Linked DNA regions of Anas platyrhynchos: region 1 is linked to region 2. The links are chromatin contacts, called in public Hi-C maps. All regions are on one chromosome and are shown on one strand. The core of a region is the stretch at or near the end of the contact, and the rest is flanking DNA. Distances in the headings are between cores, read along the strand shown. Region 1 holds the start of ABLIM1 (actin binding LIM protein 1). Region 2 overlaps ABLIM1 (actin binding LIM protein 1).

Region 1 (7,716 bases), core at 2,525-5,024, 130 kb before region 2:
TTTCAGAGCAATTCATCCTGCTGCTGGATCACTGCCTGCAGAGGGCAGCCTGACCCAGGATTTCACTCCAGCAATGTGCTCAGGTGGAGAATTCCATCATTTGCCGGCGTCTCTGTCCATCAGCATCACTGTCTGTGGAATAAACAAGCGAGAGCTGCGTAGGATTACCATCAGCCCGAAACTCAAACGGATTCAAAAGTGGGGAATACCCTCCCACACACACACTTGGCTAAATTAAACCTCGTTTGTTTGTTTGTTTAAAAGCACCCTGAAAGAATACAGTAACATCAGAAAAACTCAGCTAGGCCTGAGATCATATCTCACAGGTCAACCAGATACATTTATTGGTAGATATCAAGGGGTAAGAGAAAGAAAATGTACAGAATACATGCACCAGGGTGTACTGGCCGATGCTAACAGTAGAAAAGTGTTTTTCTTTTATTCCAAATCTCTTCAGGAAGACTGTGAGATTCGTTCAAGCTCCTGTTAAGATGAGTGAGACTGTGCCTTTGGCTGATTTTGCTCTGTGTTCTCTCTCAGGTGTGTCCTGAGTCCCTGTGAAACAGCCATCACAATTTCAGTGACACTTTGTCAAAGAGCATGTGTCTACACACAGGTGTGTGCTTTAGCTGTAGGACTGATCAGTGCCAGGTTTGAGACTAGGGGTTGCTATCTTGATACAGATTGACAAGGGACAAGGCATTCAGTTCCTGAAAAAGAGTCAGTACTTTGTGTCTCTCAAATCAAATTGTGTCCAACAGCTGATTAAGGAATGATCTTGATGTGTGCTGAAGGGAGTCCTGTCTGCTTCTATACTCCTCAGCCAGAGGGCTCTGCTACACAGTGGTCAGAGTAGAAAGTAAGGATAAAGAAAATAGCATTTCAGGAATCAAGAGAGCATCAGTAATGTCTGAATTCCAGGAGCACAGGAAGAAACCTGTGTGTCTTATGGTCAGTTATCACATTACTCACTGATGTACTTTCACATTGATTTAGATAATGAATTTATTTGGGTACAGACTTTCTGTCCCACATAAACGGGGCTGTTCACAGCAGAATGTATACAATTCTCAGAGTCTGGCTCATTGTCATTGCAATTATCAGTGAATTTTTGCTGATGATTCCTAAAATTTCATGTAGAGGAGTGGCAAGAAATTTTGATTCTGGTTTATTCGTAATATTCTTTCCTATTCTTGCTATGTTACTCATCTTCGCTAATGTGAACTTTGGCCAAGGAAGTATCTGTCACAGTCTACATTGATAGCATAATGTAAAAGATACTCTATGTAAAAATGCTTACACATTTAATCAGCTTTGATTGCGTAATCTAATTCTGTTTGGCCACAGCAAATTCTTTAGGGTAAAGGGCAAAGTAGGGCACACACTGAGATAACACCCTTGCTTGACACATATCTAAAAACTCTCATTTATAATTAACAACAAAGGCAGTTTATGTAATTGTCTCTGTATCTCCTGAAGGCATACACTGAATACAAAATCAGAAGAAAAATGATTTAGGAGTCAAGATTCACAGCTGTTATTTGTGGTTCATACCTCATATGTGAACCCGTGAGAACCTGATGAAAGCTGAGTAAGTTTTTGACTCCGAGCTCTTTGTTGGGATCTGTCCAATAAGGATGCACACACAGGTGATACTGAAATTCTTCTGCAGTAAATCCTAGTCAATGTTTAGCTGATCTTTCCAAACCTGATCCTCAGAAATGAATTTCATATTCTGGTCCGTGCCCTAAGTTCCTCCAGGGTACTTAGCCATTTTGGTGCAACGGCAATATAGATTAGCTACTAATGGGCTTATTTAGAGGCTTTTTCTTAGCTGCCAAGATCTCCAATACTCTAGGTTATATCAGTAAAAGTGATTAATGTTTTCACAGTTCAAATGTATAAATCCAGCCTTTGCTGACTTAGCTGGACATCATCATTCTTTTAAGAGTTTTCAGTTTGTCTAAAACCTGTTTACTTAATGGATAGAAAAACAGAATCTTTTATGTATTCACACAGGTGAATATATTCACAAGTGACAGCAAGGTATGTTGTACAGAGAATACAGTCCAATATTTAGAGGGCTTTTCTGGAAAGATGCAGGTTCTGTTCTTTACTCTGACATAATTTTCTCTGTGACCTTAAAAAACATAGCTCTTCAAGGGCATTTAAGCATCTGAATATACCAATAGGGGATTTGAAAACACCTGGCTGCTAAAATTGGTCGAAGTACTTTGTAAAAATCTCTAAAAAATCCCCAGGTGCCTGTTTGCATCTCTCAAAGCCCAAATACCTTTAAAAAACACTGTCATTAGTGTGTGTGTGTTTGTGTTTGTTTGTTTTTCTGTCTAATTTGAGTTAGAAGCTTAAGCTGTCTGTATAGTCAATACAAAAAAGTAGCAGGTAGGATCCTGCTTCTCAGCTGGCTAATTCAGAAACCTCAGCTAGGTGCCTGAAATAAAGCAATGTCAATCACTGCTCCTAATGGACTTCTTAAGTGGTCAGGAAATGGCTCAGTCAACTGAACAGCTCAACAGCTTGCTGCTGCTCAAAAAGACCATCTCTTTTCCCTCTAATGCTCACCTGTTCTTCACCTCTTGCTGGCCATGCAGTTCTGCACTTGTCTTCTGTAAGCTCCAGTGTTTATCTGAGCCTTAGGTTTTCATTTTTGGCTATCTTTTTGTTTCCTTTTCCTGGCAGAAAACTCACCAGCACAAGGAATTGAGCAATTCCTTGGTGATTAATGAGCTAAAGTTGTTTGATAGGGGTGAGACCAGCAAGGGGAGCAGGAGCACATGTGTTGGGGAGAGTAGGAAAAACACAGTGCACAGGAGAGTACGTGACAACCGCTTGCAGAAGCAGCAGTAGCAAACTCTTGGATTGGCTTGCCCATCTTGTCTGGATCTTGTTTGAGGTCTTCCCTCCTCTCTGTACCGCCCTTTCCCACCCTCTCCTTTCTCTTCAGCTCCCTTCCACATTCCCTAAATATTGGCAGGACAGGAGACAGCCGTTGCAGAAGCTGATTCAGCTGCATACATGCAGATTGCCTGGCTGGTACTTGTGGCTAATGAAGGCATGGCTTCCAGAACTGATAACTCTTGAGTTCCCACTGCAGCTTTTCTTCATTTTAATTTCTCTTTGCAAGTCCTAATTACTACAAAACTTGTAAAGTTGTTGAACTCTTTCTGAGTTCTACCTTTTAGTCAGCTTTAATAGAAATTTTCCATATCTGGGACTTGAAGTTCTTGAAGGGGATTTGCTGGACAGACAGAAAAATGAAACTCTATCACCCTCAATTACTTAGGAAACCCAACTAAATGGCTAATTTTAATAAATGGATTCTGTATCTGATCCATTCTAACTTTCTCTGATCAACATGTCTGTTGAACTGCTCAGCCTTAGAGGTGTTGCACACTAAGTGGAATAAATTCTTTGTGTTCTATAGAAAACCAAGGTACAAATGCCTTTCTCCTTTCACTTCCTAGCAGCATAAAGAAAGGAAATTCTTCATTAAAAAGCTAATTTCTGCATGTTCCTGAACCTTTTTTTTTTTTAAAGCCATCTATTAAGCATCACACAGGAGAACCCTTGATAATGCTAGTCAGAAATTCGTTGAAGGAAGTGCATAGGAAATGACTCAATTAAAAACACAAAATGCTGTTATATTACTGAGGAAAACCTTGGCTCTTTTGGTACAAGAAAGAAAACCTGAGTTGTTTCCAAGTGGAAAACGTTACTCATTTCAGAAAAGAAGATGGGGAAGGGAACTTTTTTTGAGTGAACGTTCGCTGAGCAACTACAGGAGCTGGGAAAGAGGCGAACCTGCGATTTATTTCATTGCTGCCGCAGGATTCAGAAACAAGGGGCAAGAAGACAGAACGACCTAATGAGTATGAGCTGCAGGTGACAGTGGGGCGATGCATGGCAAACAGAGGTGTGTATGACCACAAGTCATTGCTGGCTGAGTGCGATATGGGAGGAACAGCTGTGCCGGCGCATTGTCTGCGCCTACATCACCTGATGAGAGGACACGTGTGTGCTCGCCCTTGTGCTGCTGCTCTGCTCCCTTACACATACACGTACACACACACATTTTACATGCACATATATACCTCGCTGCCCGGCTGGCAGCGGGGCGAGCACACCAGGGCGCTGCCAAGCAGCCACCAGCCGGCTGCGCCCCGGCACTGCGGTGGGGACCGCGCCACGCAGCCGCGGGCAGGGATGCGAGCACCGCCACCTCTCCTGGATCTCCGGCTGCGTTTCTTTCGTAGGAAAACCGTGTGGGCTTGCTGCTGGGAGGCAGCTGCGCTGCGTGTGGCACAGCAGAGCAGGAGGAGCGTGACTCAGCCCCCGTGCCACCGCCGTGCCGGCTGCCGCAGCACCCCGGGTCCTGCTTGCTGGCCGTGCCGACCCTGAGCGGAGCCACCTCTCGCGGCTCAATTCGGCCGCAGCCCTGCGGTTCCCGTCGCCTGCCCTTCCCCGCAGCCTCCCGGGGCGCTGAGGTCGGGTTCGCCGTGTCGGGGAGCTCCCGGCCCCCGCCGGGGGGGCGCCCGCTGCCCCTCCGGGCCCGCAGCGCTGCGCCCGCCCCGCTCCGCCCCGCAGCCGCCGCCCTGCCCTCGGCAGCCCGATCCCAGGCGATCCCACTCGATCCAATCCGATCCAAGGCGAGCCGAGCCCAGCCGAGCCGCACAGGCGCACGCAGCGCGGAGAGCGCCGCGGCCCCGCCCGGCTCGGCACGGCCCGGCACGGCCCGGCCATGTCCGCCAGAGGTGGGTCTGCGGGGGGCGAGGGGGGACCGGGGGGTTTGGGGGATCACCGAGGAGCCCTGCGGCGAAGGGGCTCGGGGAGGGGGCGCCGGGTGCCGGGGTGGGGGGCCCGAGGGTGCCGAGCCCCCTTGCGGGCGCTGGGGCTGGGAACGGGGCTGCAGGTGCGGGGCGCGGGGCGCTGCCCTCGGAGGAACCGGAGGCGTAAAGTTAAACATGTTCTGAACGCTGTCATAACAAAGCTGAAATACCGGTAAGCATCTCTCTCTTTTTTATTTTTTTATTTTTTTTTCCCCTTAAAGAAAATTATCTGCGCGGTAATAACCAGTAAAACCACTCCCCGGTTGTCTCTGCATTGAAAAAAAAAAACACTTTGTGAAAATTACATATCGCGTGTGAACAAGCCCCTGGATGCAGGGATACGCCCTGCTTGTGCATCCCCTTATTTCTCTGCGTCTTCACGCACTACACACCGCCCGACGTGCACCAGCGCTTTGGTTTGCCTGGATTCCTCCCGCTGTCCGAATGAGCCTCGCGCACATGGACGGCAGCGTGCGACTGCTGTAGGGTTGTCAGCGCAGTGTGCCTGGCTCCATGTTCCCACAGCGTCGCACCCATCCCAGGTATAAATAATAAATGGTGGTGGGTCAGCGCAATTCCTTGTGGCTCTGTGGAGTTCTTGCTGTAGGAAGCCATGGTCTGCATCAGTCTCCGAAGGATCCATTTCTGGAAGAGTGCTAATTGTGTTAGCATCAGTGCTGTGCTAAGGCTGCTTTAGTACCTGGGTGGGAAAGCCCTGGTCTCAGCAAAGCTTTATGACATGCATTAGATGGCCGTCTTCACAGGGCTACCTGGAGTTGGGGAAGGAATGGAAATACCTTGCAATTTCAGCTCTGCAGATGTTTTGCTCCACCAAACCTGAAATGTACAGAAAGGGTAGCCAGGGAACATTTCCACTGGTCCAATTCCCATTTTCTCCCCCCACCATCCCTCTTTCATATTTCATCGGCACGGCACGGATGTTTGATGCCTGCTTGGTTCTGCTGGAGAGCTGCCTGGAGATGAAGGGGGAATTCTTTCTCAGCCTTTCCCATGCCATCCAGGTTTTTTCAGAGCAATTAATTGGAGGGACAGGGACCTCACAGGAGTTTAGAGATGCAACAAATAATATTCATAAAAGAGATTAAGACATTAATTTCTATTGATTTCTGCTTTTCAATGTTAACAGATGGACTTAGTTGGAAAATAAACATGTCTGTAGGAGTACATAGTAGAGTTGCTTGGTGCTGACCAAAGGCTGTTTGTGTGTGAGGCGGTACAGAACATTTTTATTGTCAACTGTTCTAAACGTTACAACTGATAAAATGTTATGTATGAGCTTACTTGTAGACACTTAATGTGGCATGATGGATCTTAATGAGGTTACTCCTGAGCATGTAGCTCAGATAAGAAATATGTATTTATGGGATCAGGGCTTTGTCTGAGTGTTGGATCAGGACCCTTTGCTTCATGCTGGCAGATTACCTCATGCATAAGGAGTCTCATTAAAACCTCGGTATCGTTAGGGTCTGAGTGTTCAGCGAATGTTGACTGTTAATATTTTATGTAGTGTTAGCTGTCCAAAAGGTGATCATTATTATTCTGAATGCATCAGGTCTGGAGCTGTCTACTTGCTGTTTGTACACCAGGCATACCAAGAATAGCCAAAGAGGTAAAGATTTACCTGTGCCATTTTTATTACTAAACTGCAGAAGATACTCAAGGCATAGTAAAACATATCACAATATCATCAGTGTTCAATTTGTGCAGCTCTCTTTATTCGTCTCTTTTGCTCCAGGAGGCAGCATGGTCTAGTGAACTGACTGCAACAGATGATGGAAGAAACTCCTGAAATCCATCAGGACCTCTGTGTTTTGAACCATCCCTTTGAACTCTTCTGCTCTAGTTCCTTGTTGTTATTTAAGCAGAAGTGCCGTATAGCCAAAGACATAATGGTAGATTGTGAATCAATACATAAAGTATAGCAAATAATACAAAATAATGTAATTTTGCTGTAAATGGAACTCTGGGTGAAGAGTTTTATACTTCCCTACTTGTACAATGGAAATAATGGGAGATATTTTTTTCCAGGGGGATTGTTGTGAGGACTAATGGCTGACCTGTGGTTTATGATAAATTTTCTGAAATTCTCTTTTATTTTCTACCAACCCATACAGACTATGTTGTTGATGTTCTTTGCAATGTCCCTCACCTCTCCCTGTTACCAAAGCATAAGGTCTCTAAACTTCCTTTGCAGCCTTCCTCATAGTACAGCTCTAGCTGACGTTCTGACCAAATGCCAGATGAAGTAGCATAGATGAGTATTCCCAGAAGCGTGAACGAATAATCATTTTGGAAATCTGGCGATTGAACCGGGAGCTAAACTAAAGCAAACTTTGAAAATCCTTTTCCATGTCCCTGTCAAGTTGGAGCCCTTCCCAGGGCACTCTCATGACCTGTTCTGCAGCCTGTTGGGATCACTGCCGTTGACGTCAGTCATGCTTTCTATTGTGCAGTTTGCACAGGTCTTCATATTATACTTTCAGCTGTTGTTAAGTAGCTGCTATTAGGGTTCATACATGACTGAATTTGGGTGTTGGAGTAAGCCTTATAGGTTGTTGCTTACCTAAGGGCTTGTTTGTAAAGAGCTGTAAATTCGCTGGATGAAAGACATTTTTCTAAAGCCAAGTATAACTGTGACCTACTTGTGCATGTTATCTCAAACTGCTTAAAAACTGTCAAAACTACTTGTTATCATGAAGGTCTAAGTTAATGGAAAATGGCTATTTTTAACTTTAGTAATCTGCAGTTACACTGAAGCAAGCAGGCACAAATGGTAGTGTTTGGTGTGGACAAATAATATCTTTGCTGTTTGTTTGTTTGTTTCTAAATATTGAAAGAATTAGCACGA
Region 2 (7,338 bases), core at 4,376-6,875:
GCTGCTTGCTTGATTTGCAGCAATTCTGCATTAGGCTATTAAAATATACTTGTTAGATTTTAGGTAGCTTAAACAAACATTGTTTTGAGTCATCGGCAAATTTACAAGGAAAGGTTTTTATATTTGTTCTTATTATATTGTTTGGGCCAGTAGCAGAGGTACCGCATGCTGTGGGCAGAAGGAAGTCATCTCTGAGGTGTTTGTCTCCCCCCTGCTAATACATCCATCTGTCAGACAACTGCCTAGCTATAGTTTTTTTTTTTGTTTGTTTGTTTGTTTTTTAAAGACTCTTGAGTTCAATTTATTCAAGTCTTTTAATTTGTAAAAGTAGACTCATGGCAAACACTTAAAAAAAAAAAAAAAAAATCTTGTCCAACAAACAGTATCTAACATTACCTTTTACATTACCTTTTTAATTATCTCTATTCTTATGGTTTTTCTATATAAAAGAGTACGGAGCATGGTAATTTTCCTGTTTGTCTTTTACAGTACACAATTTAGGACATTCAGTAGGCTGTCTTTAAAATTCAAGGATTTATTTTTTTATGGTTACTTTAAGATCTAGGTATATGTTCCTTTAAAATACAGTGTTGTTCTTTATCTGTCTACACAATTAAATCATGATCCAAATAAAAGTAATTGCTAATTTTTAGAATTGCAAATAACCTGTTCACATTAGGATGAGGTCTAATATTTGTTGCCAGGTGTCAGGTGCAGTGCCTTCTGATCTATAAAATAGCTGTCAGATGCAGGTTTTTGTTTGTTTGTTTGTTTTGGGGAGAGTTTTTTTTGTTTGTTTGTTTGGTTTTGGTTTTTAAGATATGAAAGAGCTTTGTTATTGAAATTTCTAGCTAAATTTCAGCAGGTTGAAGTCAGTTGCAGTTCTGCTGACTGAGAAAGTAGTTTCTAGTTAAGTATACCAGTAATACCTGTCACAAAGACAGTGAATTCACAGATTTGTATTGACTCTCAATGAATCAACGTGAGAATTGCTGTTTATGAACCTGGACTTTTCCCTGATCTTTTATTTCTGAACAGAAAACATGCATCTTGGATTACTTTCCTCAGCCATAGTGACACTAGTCATTATTTTAACTCCTACATCTCTGATGTGAATGACCCTGATAAATTTAGTATCCTTCTAGATCCTAGATCCAGTCAGTCCAGATAATAATGAAAGAAGACTTATAAATTGCATAGAGTAGTGAGATGTCTGAGACTGGGTAGAATACCAACAATTTACATACTTATTCACAACAAGACAGAACATGGAGCAAATGTTGCACGCATTCAATGGTTAGTCTTACTTTGCAGGACATACACATACCTTAATACAATCTACTACATATATTTTCTCTGAATTCTCTCTGATTAACTACATGGTCAGTCACTGGGATTAGATTTCTCTGTGCATAAATATAACCCAGGATCCTAATAGAGATGACGTTAGAAATCCTGGCAGTGAGCAATAAAGGTGGGTCTGCTATTGCTTTGCTTCTCTGTACAGACCAGAATACTCTACCTGGCCTCTTGAGGCTTCTGTGGGTGCATGTCTTAGTTGAGTGGAATTATCTTTGAAGTAACAACCTCCTGCTGTTAACTGTGTGGAGAATGTAAGTTCTTAGCTGTGGTACAGTGTGTAACGATAGGTGCATTTGCTCCGTGAAGACAGGATGAGTGGCTGCCATAAGGAACCTCTAGTTTAGCATGTTTCACCTTTGTGTGCAACTCGTTCATTGCTGGGTGTTGTAGGAAAATGAGAACTTGAGGCAGAGCCGACAGTGCAGTCACAGGTGGCTGCTAGGGCCCTACTGCACAGTAAGTCGGGTTGATGTTCAGCTCCCAGGAGGGCTGATTCTTCATGCTAGCAGACCAATTGCAACACTGGAGATGTAGCCTGAAGCATTACTCACATCTTTTCTATAAGGAAAAATGATATTCTAAGCAGCTAATAATTTGCATTGCTATTAGCAGCCACTAATGAGTATAATAATACTGTATGCTGATGGAATTAACAGTAATAAGTTCCAAAAGTTTGATACAGTCCATCTGTTAAGGAATGTAATAGCATGACGCTGGTAGTCACTGCTGGGATACTGGGAAGTATCTTGTATAACTCAGAAAGCAGGCATGGAAGAACAGTGCAAGTGTTCCTAGCAGCTCCAGTCTCGGCTTGCCCAAGACAGCACAGCAGTCAATGGAAGGCTCTGGGATTCTTCCACGTCCCTTGCATGCAGGTTGTCATTCAGATTTAGAGTCACGGCCTCACGCTCCATTTCCCACTTTCCCCCTCACGTGCTTCTCGCAGCCTGGGAACTGCCGGTGTGAGCTCTGCTTCCCACTGCTCCGGGCGCAGGGCAGGGCTCTGCTGGGAGCTGCTCCTCTCCAGAGGGGGTGGTGACATTAGTACTCCAAACAATGTCAGGAGGTCTTCGTTTTAAAGATGCACATCAAACAAGGATTTATCAAGCTAGGTAGTTTACAAAATGTAAATTGTATTGCATTTTCCTTCCTTTGGTAGTAACAGGGAAAGTTACGGGAGATTCAGATGTCCTTTGGAAGCAGGAGCTGCACTTTTATTGTTGTATCTCAGCACAGAAGTTTGTAGTGACTTGCTGAACAGATAAGACCCTGGGAAAAATGAGTGGACAGTTTAGGCCAGGATGTTATTAAAAGCAAATTTTGGTCTTCATAGTGTTTGTGCTGTTCCACCCGCCTGTGAGATCACAGAAGCCTGCAGAGAAGGAAACAATGGCATTTGATATTATCCTGAACATCAAACAGGGTGAAAGATTCTGTGACCTCTGCCAGTAATTAAAATAAAGCTTCCCTGGAAAATGGTAGGCTACTGCTACAGTTCCTGTTTTACAATTCATGACATTCCTTAAGGGGTTTAAAGATGAGTCTGAGTTATTCTTTATGCTGCTCCTTAGTCCTTAAGAGAGCTGAGAAATCAGGTCAACCTCCTTAGAGTCATGGTAGGAGTAAATATTTGATTAGATTTGTCAATCAAAGAGCTGTGATTGATAGCTCTTCATTAAAAAAACAAAACAAAACAAAACAAAAAAACACCTTTTAAAAGCACTCTTAAAACTACATACTTTTTTTTTTTTTTTGCATTTAAGTTGTATTAGGAAAATTGAGCTTTCTGTGTTTAATAGCTGCTTGTCAGGTGATTGCTAGGATATCTTTGAATGGAGAGTGAGTACAGCTGTGCAAATGTAACGCAGCAAAAATGCACTTAATTGTGTCTTTTGGCCAACAGAAAATGTCTGTTGGTAATTAGTTCTTCCTCCACCAGACCCACTGGCATGTGAGCACTCCTGGTGGGATTCTTGTTATTGTCCCTTCTGGCTCTTGTTCACCGTTGTGCTGGAAAGAACAGGACTGAAGGCATGAGTAATAGGAAATCTTAAGCTCTCACGTTCACCAAAGAGGAAAACATTTATTTAATCAGACTGGAGCTCTACAAGCACTGAGAAAATAAAAGTTGGTCTTGTGGGAGCTGGGGGGACAGCATGAGGGAGGAGATAGACTCTAAAAGTGCAGTCCTTGGCTTTTGAAGTACTGTGGTCCTAGGATTAGGGCTGGGTGTGCTCAAAGCAGGGACTGAGGCTGGCTTCTGGGGCACGCATGCAGCTGTATTTCTGTTTTCTGGGTTGGAGTCATTTGTGTTTAATTTTTTTTTTGTGCAACCCACAATTGTCTTTCCCAGACACCTATGAGAAATGGTACCGTTTTGGCTTTAAGTCCCAAAAGACTAAATAGCTATTTTTTTGAGCAAGAAGTGATTTGTTGCTGTCGGCAGGGTGCAAGATGCCAGCTGAGAAGTTTTTGAGTAGCAAACCAGCTGTAAGGGATTTCTGGATATGAAGTGAATTTGGGAAGGGGTAAGGAGAGTGAGGCATAGTGGGAAGGCAAGTGCCTTTAACCCTCTTACACTTCAGCTGAAGAACCTTCAGGGCAAATGTGCACTGAGTAATGGTGCTTGGTACTGCCAGCAGGACTGGGATGTCAGCCTTAACAGCCCCCAGTATGGCAACGTGTGGTTACAGGAAACTTCACACCGATTGTGCTGAGTGTGGGTTTAGTAGCCTGAGAGCTAGGAAGAAAACAAATATCTGAAAAGTGTGAATATTTCATTCCCTGTAGATCCTGAAGTTTCTCCTAATATGTTGTAATGACTGATTTTTAGCAACCTGCTTTCTCAGATGATGATGGCAAGTCAGGCTTAGCAAGATTAGCCCTGGGTTAGCTGAGCTGCAGACTGGTTCCCAGTGGATACGCACTGAAGACAGAGCTCTGCTCCAGAGTCATAGAAACACTGCTGAGGCAGAAAATGGATGAAACTGGATGTGAAGCATTCAGCAACAGCTGCAGCTGCTGTGATATAAAACTCCAGCAAAACCAGCCAGTGCAGGAGGGGTTAGTGCTTCCACTTAGCAAGCTTGTGTTAGCAGGGGCGTGGTGTTCCTTCATCACTGCTCACTCTGGGCTAACGTTTGGCCAGTTGTTACAGCCTTGGGGAAAGATCTGATAAACATTTTGGCTGTTTTAGAGATATGTGTACATTGTTTAAATTACATTGACAGTAGCATATTGGAGTTTTTTTCCGGGGAGTGGGAAGCTTCAGAGTGGCCACAGGTTTACACACAATATTGTGATGAATCCTGGATTTGTTTTTCCTGTAAATAATCTGACTTTCTTAAATGTGTAGGCTGCTTATAGAAGTCATAATCAACTGACAGATGTACCAGGTGTCCTTAAGAAAATATTTGTGATGAGGAGAAAAACAAACGGCATGTTTGTCAGATGATCAGGGCAAGTGAAAGACTCGCCAATGTTAGCGAGATTAGACCAGATACACATCCTTTTAGGACAAAGGGTGAATGGAGCTAGTAGAAATTACTGACCCAAGTTGTTGTAATTTGACTGCAAAATAAGGAACACAAAAATCAGAATCCTGGGCTACTGCCAGAAAAACTACCCAAAAACCAAAGATTTCAGCAGTTTTTGCCTAGGACAGTGCAATGCAACGTTTGAGTAATACATCGGGGTCATCTGTCATTCTGTTCCTAAAACACACGTACATCAAAGCTTGGAAGAACAGATGCCGAAACTGTTCGGATGTGAATGCATGATTTCTGTTGTCCGCAGAGCATGGTGCTTTCACGTTAGAGATATTTCTGCTGGATCCATTAAAACTCCATTGCCGTAGTTTGCTATTGGCGTTCTTGGAAGGGAATTATTTCTTTATAAAGCCTAATTAATCTGACAGTATCAATGTACAGACTTTTTGGCAGTTAACTGAAATTACAAAAACTTTTGACCACAGTGTTGTTTCAGTCTTTTGTGTCTGAGAATTTGGATAACATCTTATGAGACATGGCCCCATCTCAGATGGGATATGTCAGGGGTTAATTCATAACATAACAGGCCCTGTACTTTTCCCAGTTCAGACTAGATAGCTTCTTAGCTACCGTACTGAATACCTTTTGAGAAGCTATGAATTTATTTCAGAAAAAAAATCCATGTGCCTACTGAAAATCTGAGCTCTCATATGCAGCAGAGATGTTCTGCAGTTGGATGAGACAGGCGAGCCCAGAAAAGATTCCTCTTCTATGAGTTCATATGTATTTTTGTAATCATTGTCTTCCTGTTTGGAGAAGATGCTTTCCGGCAGTGATTCAGTCTTGTTAGGAATTTTTTATATCTCATTAACTGGGAGCAGTTTCCAGGACATGGGCTTGGCATCATCTTTAAATGAAATATGCCTGAAATTGCTTATGACAAGCAGCTCTTTGGGCCCTCACTCTGCTGAAGAATTTGAGGAGTGCTCAAAAGTTGGGATTATTTTTTTTTTACCAAATACAGATAAAATTCCTGTTCCTTTGTATGCACAATATTGATTGTGCACAGCAGAAAGTGCAGAGAAGGATACAGGCTCCTGCTGATGAGTGCTGAGCTGTCTGAATGTGAGATCTACCTTGGAAGCCCGTTCAGTATTTGCAGCACTATGCTGCAGACTGGTGTTGTGCACATAACATTTCAGTTGATAGGGAATATTTTGTGAAAAGGCATTTGAAGTTAACGTGTTAGGAAATCAGATACATTTATAAAGCCTTTTAGAATGCATTAATTGTCGCTACTTGTTTGGTTTAGGATTAATCTTTTTTTTTCCTTTTTTTTTTTTTTTCCCTTCAAAAAGCCTGATGGGCTTTGCATGCTTAGTTTCTCCCAAGGAGAAATCACAATCGTATCTGTGCCTTGATTTTTCCTGTCCTTATAGGCCTGAAACCTGATCAGCCAAGTCTTTTATGAATATCACTGTATTGAAGAGATGTGTATTTAAGTGACTCGGTGGATTTGGGTTACAGGATCTAGAGTATTTAGAATCTTTATGTCAATAGTTCAGGCAGCTCAAGCTGCCTGCACCCATGTAGCTTCTGAAGTCAGGCATTTGTGCTTTGGGTTAATGGGGTCCCAGAAGTTGCCCATATCAGCAGTGTTGGGAAGGCAGCCAAGGAATGAAATGGCAGGTTGAAAACTGTCATTCATTGTCTAAATTCATCCATAACAACGGAGCAATTGAGAAAATACGTGCTGTCTGCAAAAGGAGGAGGCAGCAGGTTTGCACAAATGTCTAGCTGCAGTGTAACATTCATTGCTTTGGACTGGTAAGTGGAGATTCAAAAAGCTGTCAGGCAAAATCATGGAGAATAGAGAGACTGGAACACAGCCTTTCACCAGGAAGTCTTTAAACCACTGATGACTTGAATGGGAAGGTGTGAAGAAGAAAGGCTGTTCTATCTTGTCTTGTTCCTGTAGCCTTTTACCCGGGGTAGTCACTGCTGGCCTCTGTTGAGGACAGGATGCTGGACCTTTGCACCGAGCCAGAATGGCAGGTCTTACATTCCCATAGCTGCTGTCACATCATCAGAGCCATATTATAACAGGCGAACTAGAGGAAAAATGAGAGTGGTCTGTTAGCAGATTGAGTGCTCACAGAGCAGTATAATTGTGAGCAATGTTTACAGTGCATTGATCCCTCATCTCTCTTTCTTGCTTAGGCAGGTGACAAGCATTATCATCCAAGCTGTGCACGATGCAGCAGGTGCAACCAAATGTTCACGGAAGGAGAAGAAATGTATCTGCAAGGTAAGGACGTCTCTGTTCTAAAACCAGAAAGTCAGGCTTGGTAATTCTTCTGTTACAGACCTCAGCACTTTATTAGCTATCTCTGTGCAGTGTGGACACAGTGGACAGTAGCCATCCTTTCTTCTTTACGGTGCCCTCAAACTTTTTTACTGAACTCTTTCACTATAGTAAATGGCCATG

Evidence for each region. A called contact is a pair of places that touch in the nucleus more often than the background predicts.
Region 1: a Hi-C map of skeletal muscle shows a contact between it and region 2, with 3 times the contacts expected there. The contact joins the promoter of ABLIM1 here to the enhancer-like site in region 2. A contact is called at or near these places in 2 of 8 Hi-C or Micro-C datasets (both in skeletal muscle).

The regions. Positions count from the first base shown.
Region 1 is chr6:33,149,808-33,157,523 of IASCAAS_PekinDuck_T2T, reverse strand. It overlaps ABLIM1 (actin binding LIM protein 1), which reads left to right and starts at 3,774. Exons shown (of 23, transcript XM_072039808.1): 1 at 3,774-3,934. The coding sequence starts at 3,922.
Region 2 is chr6:33,018,913-33,026,250 of IASCAAS_PekinDuck_T2T, reverse strand. It overlaps ABLIM1 (actin binding LIM protein 1), which reads left to right. Exons shown (of 23, transcript XM_072039808.1): 7 at 7,071-7,158. Among named protein-coding and RNA genes, the nearest start is that of AFAP1L2, 69 kb to the right of the region's middle. Within about 2 kb of position 5,625, at least 1 of the 8 cell types and tissues checked has an H3K27ac peak or open chromatin away from gene starts, as enhancers often do.